Regions from separate parts of the Ovis aries genome. Here region 1 is linked to region 2. The links are chromatin contacts, called in public Hi-C maps. All regions are on one chromosome and are shown on one strand. Each heading gives the region's core, a stretch centred on a gene start, on an enhancer-like site or on the middle of the called end of the contact. The rest is flanking DNA. Distances are from core to core; before and after follow the strand shown. Region 1 overlaps ETS2 (ETS proto-oncogene 2, transcription factor). Region 2 has its middle 86 kb from the start of ERG.

What was found. A called contact is a pair of places that touch in the nucleus more often than the background predicts.
Region 1: a Hi-C map of hypothalamus shows a contact between it and region 2, with 5 times the contacts expected there. The contact joins two enhancer-like sites. A contact is called at or near these places in 4 of 16 Hi-C or Micro-C datasets (hypothalamus, liver, skin fibroblasts and 1 more).

Annotation. Positions count from the first base shown.
Region 1 is chr1:271,787,792-271,794,677 of ARS-UI_Ramb_v3.0, forward strand. It overlaps ETS2 (ETS proto-oncogene 2, transcription factor), which reads left to right. Exons shown (of 9, transcript XM_027961791.2): 2 at 1,852-1,923; 3 at 5,223-5,334; 4 at 6,566-6,685. The coding sequence starts at 1,852. Among named protein-coding and RNA genes, the nearest start is that of ETS2, 6.2 kb to the left of the region's middle. Within about 2 kb of position 3,425, at least 8 of the 54 cell types and tissues checked have an H3K27ac peak or open chromatin away from gene starts, as enhancers often do.
Region 2 is chr1:271,694,437-271,701,225 of ARS-UI_Ramb_v3.0, forward strand. No RefSeq gene overlaps it. Among named protein-coding and RNA genes, the nearest start is that of ERG, 86 kb to the left of the region's middle. Within about 2 kb of position 2,510, at least 20 of the 54 cell types and tissues checked have an H3K27ac peak or open chromatin away from gene starts, as enhancers often do.

The DNA.
Region 1 (6,886 bases), core at 2,175-4,674, 94 kb after region 2:
TGTGGTCCCTCAGCTCAGGCTTAGGTCTTTGAAAGGAGGAACCTACTAGGGCAGTGATCATCCATAGTGTATATTGATATTTGATTGGCCACCCTGATGATGACCTGCCCTCAGAGGTTTTTAACAACTCCCCCCAGCCCCCAGGTGGCTCGGTGGTAAAGCATCTGCCTGCCAGTGCAGGAGACACAGGTTCCATCCCTGGGTCAGGAAGATCCCCTGGAGGAGGAAATGGCAACCCACTCCAGGATTCTTGCCTGGAAAATTCCATGGACAGAGGAGCCTGGCGGGCTCCAGTGCATGGGGTCATGGAGTCTGACACGACTGAGCGTGCACACCACCCCCACCCACATACACCCAGTGCCTCTGGCCTCCCCTGTGGCAGGGACTCTCCTCCCACACTGCCTTTCTAGCCAAGGAGGTGTGTCTGTGTCTGTATGCTGAGTCCTTAGGAGGTCTGGTTTAGCCATAATGTTGACCAAAAAGGGAAAATAAGAAAGGACAAACTCGAATTAAGTAGTTACAGGAAAATATGCTGTTTGCCTCTGCTAGTCAGCCTTAGCCATTGCACAATATTTTAATTACTCAAAGTTTTGGTTGAAACAGGTAGCAGCACCTAGTGGAGACCTCAGAGTGGGCAGTGAGAGATACCCCTGAAGTTCCCTATTCTAGATCTCCAGTTCCTGGTCCTGAAGCCAGGAGGGTGGGTTGCTGTCGTGGGGGCTTTCCCAGGGTACTCGAAAATCAGCTTCAGTTGCTCTGTTTTTTTTTTTTTTCATCTAATGCTCTGGCAGGATTACCTAAGTACTTTTCTCATGTACTAATATTTAACTTACCCTGGCAAACAGTAACGTTTTAGGGCCCCAGATAAGTTTTCAGTTGATTACAGCAAATCACAGGTCACTTAGGGAACTGTTCAATTGCAGGTCATACATGTAGCTCTTAAGTTTTCTAAGGGCCGCAGTTAAATACAGTGAAGTAGATGAAATTAATTTCAGTTAGCCTAACACATTCAGAATATTACATAAACACACAGTAAATAAAGAGTCAAAACTGAGATAGTTGACTTTTCGCTGCGAAATCTTTGAAATCGAGGGCAAGCACATCTGAGTCCGCCCTCGTCCAGGGCCAAGTGCTCAGGAGTCACACGTGGTTACCACATGGGTCAGCGCAGATCCAAGGTAAAAGCCCAGGGCATCCGAGCAAGTCAGGCAGGTCTGCAGTCGGAGTTACTTCCTCTTAAAGAAACAAACAGCTGAGCAGCCCGAAAACGCAGGATTTTGAGCTTGTGTGCTCAACGCTGGAGAATCTAAGATAATGCAGGAGGGTTTGATCTCAAGCCGTGGTTCTTCCTTATTCTATGCTTCCTGAGCTTGGAGAGGAAAGGGCGCCTCCTAGGCAGGTCTTCCAGTGGGCTTTCCAGGATTTGGATCTGCCCAGGAGTGGCGGTGGCGGCTGGCTCTGGAGCTCCCAGATTGAGCTGACTGCCCCTTGCATGCAGGAGGTGGTCCACGGCTGGGCAGCCCACCCGCCCACAGCCCCCAACAGCTCCTACACCCTGAGCTGACCTTGAAATTGACGATGAAAGACAGATCTCCACTCCTGTCCCGTGCTATCCCAGTCAGCCCGAAGGCAGCTTTATCTGAGCGCCTCAGATCCTAAGGGAATTCTGCAGGTGGCATTATTATTTAATTCCTTGAGTAGCATCACCTTTGTGAGAAGAATTCCTGGCATTCAGTTCTGAATGACCTGTTAGGGCTGGAGCACTTGAACTGAGGTGTGGATGCGGGTTTAACAATCACCTTGGTTTGTTGCCTCTTTCAGCTCTTAATTTTTCTTTCTTCTTTGTTAAAGATGAATGATTTTGGAATCAAGAACATGGACCAGGTGGCCCCTGTGGCCAGCAGTTACAGAGGGACACTCAAGGTGAGTGAACGAGTCTTAATAAAAACTTAACAAAAATTGGAAAGCTCAGTTTCTTGAAGTGAAAAAACAACTGGCTCCCAGGAGACTGGTTCTAGCTGTGAGACTGGTTGTGTGACTCTGGACTGTTTGCTTAATCTCTGGGTCTCAGCGTTTTCATCTGTTAAATGGTTTTCCTGGTGTTTGTTTGACTTATCCTCCAAGATATGAAGGAAACCATTCAATTTGCAGATGGTGCGGCCTTGGTAGTTGATTTCTGAGGCTCCTACCAGGTGGAACGTTCTATAAATTCTCAAGAGAACAGAACTCCAGGAGCTATCTGTTCTATCCACCCAGGAAGTTTCCTCAAGTGATGGCAAAGAGCTGAAAGAGCTTAGAGGAGGCAGGCAGGCCCAATTATTGGCTGCTGGTCCTACTCTGATCAGAGGGGTCAGTGCCCATGGGGTTCAGGCAGTCTGTCCTTCCTGGGACAACTGCGGCTGTTTAAAAACAAAGAAAAACAGATTAAACAGCCTCCTCCCTTGTAATAAACATTTCATGTAGCTTCTATCTCGCTCCCTTTTGGGAGCATTCTTTAGCAACACAAGTTGATAATTTCCCATTTGCCTTCTCCAAGTGTGACAGCGAGATTTGATTTTTTTTTTTTACTGTTCTGTGGTAAACATGTCTCAGAGGCAGTGGTTTTAGATCGGTAGTGTTTTGTATAATATTGTGTCTCTAGCACGTTCTGCTTTTCTCTATCGTTATGAGGCGGTTTGTCTGATCAAACCCCAGGAGGCAAAAACTGACACAGGTCCTTCCAGAGGATCATGAAACTGATCAGATTTCAAGCCAGTGAGGTTTTTGTTGTTGTTCAGTCTGGTCAGACGTTTTCACTGTGGCCTAGCAGAAACCATACAAGAAATTACAGTAATATTAAGTTTGAAACGACACCTCTAGAGAGAAAATTTCTCCTACAAACTCAAAGAGCTTAGGCCTGTGTGATTTCTGGGCTTGGAGAAGAAATCGTTTTTGCTGAAACTGATGTGTTGAAATACGCAGTGGGAATTTATCTTGTCTTTTGGCTTCTTGGTTTTAAAAACAGAATAGAAGCACAGTCAGGAAAGGAAAGGCATTTCTCAGTCACCTGGGCCGCGCTTTGTTGTTCGGTTGCTTAGTCCTGTACGACTCTTTGCAACCCCTTGGACTGCAGCATGCCAGGCTTCCACGCTAGGAATTTTAAAAATCTATCTGGTATGTCACCCAAATTAGCATTGCTATAAGCCATTTTATAAGTTGAGATGAGCATTTCACACATGCATGACTGGCCTCTCCCCGTCCCCCCTCCCCCCCTCCACCCTGTGCGTCTTGGGCAGTTGGTATCCCTGCTTTGGGTTTTCTGGGGGGCTGGGCGCCAACATCATTGGGCACAGCTCCAACTTCTGTCTACCCTCTTACGCCATGCATCATTCACTGTTCTGCATTTCTAAACAGAAAGCACACCAACCACTGGATCTGTGAATGTGTTACACACTTTTTAATTGATGACTCAAATGAATGGGTCACTGTATTACACATGACATGGGATTTCCAGCTTATGTTGGAAAAATATAGCCGTTCTTCACGTTTTTCTTCCACAAGTGAGGCAATGATGAATCAGGCCTTTGTCTGTTACTTACAAATGAGTCTTACAGTACAGGCTCTTCCATTTGTATTTGAAATTCTCACAGCTCCAAGCTTATCTTTCTGTGTGTGTCTCTTCCCCTAAATTGTAGGTAGTTTAACTTTAAATCTGTTTTCTTTGGAAATCTTTCCCCTTCATAGATGATGGGAGGCAGTGACGGAGTGACCTTTTCAATACACTACATTTTTACAAAATTAAATCTTAAGGAATGTTCTCATAAGTATTTTGTTTGATTTTTGTCATTTGATTTTTTCCTTTCCCTGCCTTTCATCTTAATTGCAGTGAGCTGAAGCTGTTTTGCCAAGGATCTTTTTTTTTGTTTCTTCCCTCCCCCCCTTATTTATTTTCCTTATATATTGAAGTATAAATATAGTAGGGCTTCCTAGGGGGTGCGGTGGTAAAGAATCTGCCTGCTAAGGCATGAGAGGCAGGAGACACAGGTTTGATCCCTGGTTCTGGAAGATCCTTTGGAGGGGGAAATGGCAACCCACTCCAGTGTTCTTGCTTGGAAAATTCCATGGACAGAGGTGCCTGGAGGGCTACAGTCCATAGGGTTGCAAAAAGTCAGACACAATTACCTGTACACACACATAGTTGATTTACGTTGTTAATTCCTGTCATACAGCAAAGTGATTGGGTTATACATATATATATTTAAACGTATGTACATAGATGTACATTTTAAAAATATTATTTTCCATTATGATTTCTCATAGGATTTTTTTCTTTTTAATTAGGGGATAATGTTACATTGTTGCTTTCCTTATGCACACGGCCTGCCTGTCTCACCCATTTAGCTGAGAAGGGCCAGGTGTTTCGATTGAGGTGGTTTCTGAGTCCCTCCAGGCACTGTTCTAAGATTCTCTTGGTTTTAGGTTTGTTTGCTTAACCTATACATTTAACTTGATTAGGCCATTAAAAGTAAATTCCCAGTCATTCTGATTCTGTGGTTGATGACAGGCAGACCTTGATAGACTGCACTTTGCTATACTGAGGTGGTGTGGTTTTTTTTTTTTTTTTTTTTTTTACAAATTGAAGGCTTGTGCTAACGCTGCAGTCTAGCATTGATTGGCACCATTTTTCCAACAGCATTTGATCACTTCGTGTCTCTGTCACATTTTGGTAATCCTCGACATATTTTAAACCCTCTGCTACCAAAAAGATTACAAAGTAAGGCTCAGATGATGGTTAGCATTTTTTAGCAATAAAGTATTTTTTAATTAAGGTATGTGCACACTTAATTTTTTAATTAAGGTATGTGCACAGTTTTTAGACAGCATGCTGTTGTTGCATACTTAATGGTGTAAGAGTAACTTTTGTATGTATTGGGAAGCCAAGAAATTTCTGTGACTCGCTTTACTGTGATAGTTACTGTATTTTGGTGGTCTGGAACCAAGCCTGCAGCGTCTCCAAGGTGTGCCTGTAAGTGACCCAGAGTAAAGAGATCCTTTGGGTCACTTGGATCTTCTTAGAAGTCTGCTCAGAGTACCAACTGGTCGATTCCATGCGTGGCTTTATAACTGGCAAATTGAGTTTTAGGGTGTCTTGGTGAGGCTGCCCATGGACCACTTTTAAAACAGGTCATTAACTAAGTGTAAATGCCAACGTTTGCGTTTTCTTTCCCTCTTGCCTTTTGCAGCGCCAGGCCGCCTTTGACACCTTTGATGGGTCCCTGCTTGCGGTTTTCCCCTCCCTAAATGAAGAGCAAACACTCCAGGAAGTGCCAACTGGCTTGGATTCGATTTCTCACGGTAATTGGTTACTCAGACCTGATGAATTGAGTGTGATGTCCCTAAGGATCTCAGTTCACAGATGACCGTTCGTAAGGGATGCACGTTGATGCCTTGAATCTGTATGAAAAGTCAGACAGAGGCTGGGATCTGGGAGAAAACAGTTCTTTTTATGCGGCTGGTGACTGTGAAGTCCTTACCCGCCAGACGCACCCCAGGGAGAGGAGGTGCCCTGCGGGGGGCAAACCGCAAGGGGCCCTGAGCGGCTCCTTAGGCTGCTCCAACTCTGCAGCCAGCCCAGGCCCCATCTCCCAGTCCCCTCTGTGACGCAGACCAGTGGACCTCACAGTGCACCCCACCTTTTCATCCTAGGTTCACATCCTTAGCTTAGATTTTCCCCCCATTACCGCCGGTTTTGGGGCAGCAAAGTATTCCTGCTCATCTTTAATCATCTGCCTTTGTGCCTATAGCTCTTCACATCAGTGTTCATTCTTTTGAAAGGAATAGCCCATCAGGTGATGCCTCTGTGATTACTATGATAAAGTTATTAGGGGGAGACATTCCAGAGGTGACTTTGTCACATGAAGTCAGTGCTAAAAAATACAGCCCAGAAAATTAATTAAAACGCATATGCTTGCGTAAGTGTGCTGTCACGTGACAGCCATTCATCATTCTTGAAATTGCTGAGGGAATGCAGAGAACGTTGTTTTCCCAAAAACTGACGTCACAGGTGCTAAGTACTATGTGTTCCTGTGACATCTGCTGTCCCTTTGCCTGCAGCTTAGTTTAATGGATGGAAGTCGCTTTCAGATTAGCCATTTACAACCCCTTAAGGCTTTTGGTGAGAAACCACGCAACTTCCTCCGTTGTCAAAAATGTAAGACTGGCTGGCCTGCAAGAGAAACCTTACCTAGGCATTGATCGCTGCTTTCTGAAGTTTGGCAAAAATTCAACTCTGGAGTGTTGCTTTACATTTTTTTTCCAAATAAGGGTAGTTATTAAATCGTAAGAAGTATAGTTACAGAATGATTAAAGTAATACGTGTTTTATTAAATTATATTTTCTCAGTTTCGTTCAGAAACCGTTTTGATTCATATTAATATTTACGCTCCTCTGGGGAATGATGCTGAAGACTGAGGATTCTCATTGTTCTTCCATAGGAGCTAAGACTCCCTCCCTCCTCCCCTATCCGTTCGCCCTGTGTTGTGGCCAGCTGGAACTCTTTAACGTCCCCGTGGGGTTTGTTTTCCAGACTCAGCCAACTGCGAGTTGCCTCTGCTGACCCCATGCAGCAAGGCTGTGATGAGTCAAGCCTTAAAAGCCACCTTCAGTGGCTTCAAAAAGGAGCAACGCCGGCTGGGGATCCCAAAGAGTAAGTGCTGCTTCTTGGCGCTGCATTCTGCCCTGCGCCGTGCTAGACCAGGGAGGGAGTCGGGCCGCCATAGCTTGAGATGGCGTCATTTCAAGCATGCACCTAGGGTGTCTTGCAAAGAGAGACAGAAATCTCATGAAGCTGAGCCAGTTTTTATTTCAAAACCCACCCCTCTGAACACTTCTTCCAGCACTGCTGTTA
Region 2 (6,789 bases), core at 1,260-3,759:
TGTGTCTGTGTGTGTGTCTGTGTGTGTCTGTGTGTGTGTCTGTGTGTCTGTGTGTGTCTGTGTGTGTGTCTGTGTGTGTCTCTGTGTGTGTGTCTCTGTGTGTGTGTCTGTGTGTGTGTGTCTGTGTGTGTCTCTGTGTGTGTCTCTGTGTGTGTGTCTGTGTGTGTCTGTGTGTGTGTGTGTCTGTGTGTGTGTCTGTGTGTGTCTGTGTGTGTCTGTGTGTGTGTCTGTGTGTGTCTGTGTGTGTCTGTGTGTGTGTGTGTCTGTGTGTGTCTGTGTGTGTGTGTCTGTGTGTGTGTGTCTGTGTGTGTCTGTGTCTGTGTGTGTGTCTGTCTGTCTGTGTCTGTGTGTGTGTCTGTGTGTGTGTGTCTGTGTGTGTCTGTGTCTGTGTCTGTGTGTCTGTGTGTGTGTCTGTGTGTGTGTCTGTGTGTGTGTGTCTGTGTGTCTGTGTCTGTGTGTGTCTGTGTGTGTCTGTGTGTGTCTGTGTGTGTGTCTGTGTGTGTGTCTGTGTGTGTCTGTGTGTGTCTGTGTGTGTGTCTGTGTGTGTCTGTGTATGTGTCTGTGTGTGTCTGTGTGTCTGTGTGTGTGTGTCTGTGTGTGTGTGTGTCTGTGTGTGTGTCTGTGTGTGTGTCTGTGTCTGTATGTGTGTGTCTGTGTGTGTGTCTGTGTGTCTGTGTGTGTCTGTATGTGTGTCTGTGTGTCTGTGTGTGTCTGTGTGTGTGTGTCTGTGTGTGTCTGTGTGTGTCTGTGTATGTGTGTCTGTGTGTGTCTGTGTGTGCGTGTGTCTGTGTGTGTGTGTCTGTGTGTGTCTATGTGTCTGTGTGTGTGTCTGTCTGTGTGTGTGTGTCTGTGTGTGTGTGTGTGTCTGTGTCTGTGTGTATACACACCATATCTTTATCCATTCATCTGTCAGTGGGCACTCAGGCTGCTTCCACATCTTGGCTGCTAAAAATAGTGCTGCTATGAATATTCAGGTGCGGGCCTTTTCAAATTAGTGCTTTCTCCACTCTAACTTTTCTCAGTTGGTAGGGATCATCTGCTTAAAGGGCGCTAAACTACAAGCAGATGCAGGGCCTTTAAGAGCTTAAGAGGCCTCTATAACTCATCTTCTTTTAGGTGTTTTAGATATTTTCCTTTTACATTTGCTTATACTTTTATTTTGAAATTTCATGTAATTTTTCAAAAGTCAGCCTTGACTGTGAACTCAAGATAAGCTCAACCTCCTGTCACCTATTATCTCAACACACTACCCCATCTGGTATCCAGCACTTAGCTGATTCCCTTTACACATTTGTTAAGCAAAGGAGAAAGCTCCCGGATGTGAAATGATTTACCCAGGTTTCATAATGATGCTGTCAGAGGCAGGTTTAGAACTCCCCCCGAGTCTAATCCAGTCCTAGTCCCCCACTCAGAGAGAGAGCCCAGCTAGCTTCCTGCAGGCCTGTCCCCACTCCAACTGCCTGGATATCTATTATGTTACCTGGCAATGCCAATTAGGATAATGTTGAGAACACCCCTAAGTTTAATGCATCTTTTTAGGTATTTAAATGCATTTTGGTCAGAAGCTTCTATCAGTAAAACATTCCTTTCTTTTTTTGGCCATGCCATGCAGCATTCAGGATCTTAGATATTAGCAATCAGCCCTGTGCCCTCTGCAATGGAGGGCTGTACTTTTAACCACTGAACCGCCAGAGAATTCTCCAGTAAATCATTTCTTAACTTGCACTCTTAATATCTTATAAATTTGTTGTTGTTCAGTTACTCAGTCGTGTCTAACTTTTTGTGACCCCATGGACTGCAGCATGTCAGGCTTCCCTATCCTTCATTATCTCCTGAAGCTTGCTCAAATTCATGTCCATTGGATCAATGATGCCATCCAGCCGTCTCATCCTCTGTCGTCCCCTTCTCCTCCTGCCCTCAATCTTTCCCAGCATCAGAGCATTTTTCCAAAAAGTTGGCTCTTCACATCAAGTGGCCAAAGGATTGGAGCTTCAGCTTCAGCATCAGTCGTTCCGATGAATATTCAGGGTTGATTTCCTTTAGGATGAACTGATGCACTCTTGCAGTCCAAGGGACTCTCAAGAGTCTTCTCTAGCACCACAGTTTGAAAGCAAATTCTTTGGTGCTCAGCCTTCTTTATGATGCAATTCTCATATCCATACATGACCCCTGGAAAAGCCATAGCTTTGACTACGCGAACCTTTGTAGGCAAAGTGATGGCTCTGCTTTTTAATACGCCGTCTGCGTTCGTCATAGCTTTCCTCCCAAGGAGCAAGTGTCTTAATTTCGTGGCTGTAATCATTGTCAGCAGTGAATCTGTAACTGCTTCTACATTTTCCCCTTCTACTTGCCATGAAGTGATGGGACCAGGTGCCATGATCTTGGTTTTTCCCCATATTTAGAATACAGAAACTAGAAATGCCACCGCAGTCATTTTCCATTTTGAACCTCAGCAGCAAGCGGCGGTCATTCCCATTTCCACCAGGTGGTGACGCTCGAGGCAAACGCTGCTTCTCAATTGGCCTGGAAGCGCTGAGCCTGGAAGCGCTTTCCAAACATGACCGTCAGAGAGTGGACTTGAGACGGTCGGAAACATCGCTTCGGGGTGAATGGGATAAGCGTCTGGAAAGCGTGCCCAGAAGACATGGCTGTGCATAAAGCCGAAGAAAAAGACCTAAAAGGAGTTGGGGAGCCCAAAGGGAGATCTGGCCACTGGGTAAGAGGAGGCGCCGGAATAGCCTGGACCCCGCGCAGCACCTGGTGTAGCTGTGCGAACAGAAACCAATTGTGTGAAAACCACTGCCGCTCGGCGGCGGGAGCCCCAGGCCCTCCGGTGAGAGGAAGAGGGCACTTGGTATGGTCTCTGGGAGCACCCAGCAGCTTCGGCCCGGTATGCATCCTAAGCCAGGCTGTGCAGATAAAAGTGAGGATCCGAAACCAAATCTTAGAGAGTCTTACTGGGATTCAGCATTTCAGCATTAACCCTCATTTCCGCTTTTCAGAGGTCCTAGGAGGACTTGTCAAGTTAGTTTGTTCTCCTTTCACACGCAAATGAATTCAAAGTGATTGTTCCTCAAACCCCTCCCCCCCCCCCCCACCCCCCCGCCGTGTCTTGTTACCTTGCAAAATTATGACTGCCTTTTGTAAGTACGGTAACAAGATCTGTTCTTCAGATCGCTGTTTAAATATGGGTGATTCTTGTCTCTGTTTAAACAAACCTAAAAAAAAAAAAAATTGGAGCACATAGGCAAAAAAGTTCAATTTGGGGAAGGAAGTGCTCTTAAAAGCTAGGACTGTACATTTAGCTTAAGTCTGCACATTTTTTCCAAGAGACTTCCAAAATGAAATGTCCCAGCATTTTCTAGTCTTTTCAGTAAACAAAACATATGCCCTTTTAAAGAATAAAATAAACTATCTAGAGATGTTCATTTGGATTCCTTTGTAAATTCTAAATAATCTGTAATTGGAGTCATAGTTCTAAGAACTTCATTCCATTCCTTGAAAATTTAGGGAAGGACAAAGAGAGAGCCCTGTGGCTCAAATGGTGCAGTTGGAAGAATAATGAAAAGAATGGGAAAAAGCCAGCATCCTCCAGGGCAAGAACCATGTTTTATGAGGCTGAATCATGAAACAAATTGAGTAGAATATCATGCACCTCACCCAGAAACACTCAAGTTCAAGAGAGACTTTGCAGTAAAAGAAGAGAACAAGATCCTCTGCAGTGTCATTTCCTAGTTTTCTGTTTCATTTTCAAACCCACAAGGGCTGTCTGTTCTGGGAGGAGTCAAGTCCTACATGAAAAGCTAAGAATGAAAACCAGACTCCTTTCCCCCAGGAAACACCCTTTGAATGTATCTGTGCGTGTGGTTTCTCTCCCCAAACAACTCTCCTGTAACCCCCAAGAGTGTATGCAGATGTTGGGTTATGAGCTATTCACCCCGCAATTTGGAGGAGACAGAAAAATGGAAAATGTGTTGTTCAAATGTTTTTCGGGTAACTGATTGGATAAGGACTGTACAGAAAAGACACTCCTGTTTTTTCCACCTGCAAGCATTCCTTACAGGAGATGTACACTTATGTGAAATACAAGGTCACGGTCAGTAAAAAAAGAGAAATGCTTATTTGAAAACAATGTAGTCATTTTCTCAAAGTTATACCATAACCCAATTTAAAATAAAAATAACCACTGATATTTTGATCCAGTACTAAATTAGAGCTCAGAAAACCAAATGCCTAAATAATTCATTATGTGAAAGCTTGTCTAAGCTTTGGCCCCTATATTCAGAAAAAATATCAGTTTACCAAAATGTCCTTGACCTATTTTTTCTTCCTGGTAAAGAATAATGGAAGGGAAACAGCAGTACAGAGTTCTTGATTAAATATCCAGAATAAAACCCCTACATAAAAAATTAAATGGCTGGGAATGCAATTTCTGGGCGTAGATTTCCTGGGTTTGAATCATGTCTGCCAATTATTAGAGTGGTGCCCACAGGCAAGTGCGGAGAAGGCAATGGCACTCCACTCCAGTACTCTTGCCTGGAAAATCCCATGGACGGAGGAGCCTGGTGGGCTGCCGTCTATTAGGTCACACAGAGTCGTACACGACTGAAGTGACTTAGCAGCAGCAGCAGCATAGGCAAGTGATTTAAACTTACAGTGCCTCAGTGTTTTCATCTGCTAAATGGAAATAACCACCATTCTTAAGGTGGCTGGCTACAAGGTTCGAGTTAATACATGTAAAGCATTTGAGATAGGTTCTGGGCTAAGAACATACAAGGTTCTCAATGAATTTTACTCTACTACTATTTCTCATAGGAAACACGTTATTTCCCAACACAGAGATAAAAGGCTTCATTTCCACCGTGTCTCAATAATCCTCTGTCTAATACATCATGTTTTGTAAAGGTTTTCAAAAATGCATGTTACTTTATTAGCAGAGAGTGTTAAACAACTCTGTAGTTTAGAGATAGCTCTATATAATAAGGATAAAACTAAGTTCAAGATTTTTTTAAATGTGTTTTGATATTAGGGGAAACAACCTAAGTATTCAACAATAAGGAAATAATTAAGAAAATTATGGAAGGGACACAAAATGCTTACAAATAATTTAAATACTACATGTTAAGTGAAACAAAAGGCATGAGAATTTTCATGAATTGTATACTTTCAAACAGGTTATAAGATGGATAATAGTCAAATGCTATTTAGTTGGTTCTGTGAGTGGTGGAAAATGAGTGGCTTTATTTTTTCCGCTGGGTTTCTTTCAGATTTGCCAAAATTTCACAAAGTTAAATGAGCACTTACTTTGTGCAAAGTACATCTCTAAGTGTTCAATGTATATTAAGCCATTTACTCTCAAAAAATTTTTACTTAGATGGACTATTGGTCCCCCTTTACAGATGGGAAAAAAGCAAGGGAGACTCAGAATAAATAAAACTGCTTGTGGCTACACTCCTCCCTACTAAAAGGGGATGCCAGAATTCTAAAGCAGGCTTATGACTCCACAGTGCTCTAAGCAATCAAGTTACCTGTCTTCTTCAGAATTGATCACTTGAAAATCAGGGGGAAAAGATCATTTTTAAAGCATTTCATTTTATCAGAAAGTAAATCTTAACAAAATACAGTGTTTACAAAACATTCTTCATACAGATTATGGATTTGGTCTTTATACAGCCCAAAATATAGTAGTATCTGAAACATACTAAACTTGTGTGAGTTGTTTTGATTTTTCTAAAATGTTATGTCTTTCCAGTATCTTTGTTGAAAGTACCTTCTAGAAATACAAATTCAAATTTATCCTCTAGAAAAGGACATAACTACTGTATTATTTAAAAAGAAATGTGTTTTTAGAAGCATATTTGAATTGGAGATATCTTAGAATATTTTTCTGCAACTTGGATCTGAAAAAGAGAATTACAGAGAGAGCAGGAACTAAAAACTGACTTCCACTTATTACGGAATCATAAACCTCCCCAAAATTCCATGTTTATTTCATTTTGTATCCTCCATGAGGATCAAGGTAAAGACTTTGAATGTAAAAGTGAAAAAGAAGTGTTTCTTCCTCATTTAAAAGTGCATTCAATTTAATATCTTAAGAGAAGCTTTAAAAAAAGAATTGCTGATTCAAGATCCTAGTATTATGGGAGGTGGCAGATTACAATGACCAAGGACATTCACCCCATTAACGGACATTCAAACGTTTTCACTCGACAAATATTTATCGACCATCTTCTACTGTGCCAGTAACATTTCTAAGATTGAGAAGAGTTGGCCAGTCCTTCTGAGATGCCTGCTCAGTCCAGGAGTTTGAGGTTAAGAAGAGAATTGCAGATGTTTGGATCTCAGGAAACAGAACATGAGGACTATGCTGAGCTATCCAGTGTCAACTCTGGACAAAGCTTCCTTTCAAAGAAGTGAACACAGAGACTTCTCCTTGAGAGTGCGGTGGTAGATGATGAAAGCGGTGGACAAGGGCTTGGGTGGTGCTGGGAGGTGGGAACAAGCAACAAAACTAATGAAAGGTTCTGGGAAAGATGATAGATTCTCATTGATTCATCAGTGAGCCAGCAGTAACCCTGAAACAAGCAGGCAGCCTCGTTCAAGTGGTGAACTTTGGAGAACTGAAACATCACATAAGGCTTGAAAGCAGGACCCTCATTGGCTCAAACATGGCATAAAACCATGTCCTCCTGCTTTCCCCGCCTTTTTTGGTTTATGTTTTTGTTTTACTGTTTGTTTAATCAACTTACACTGGCCATCCTACAATGGCATAATATCGTGATTTCTAAA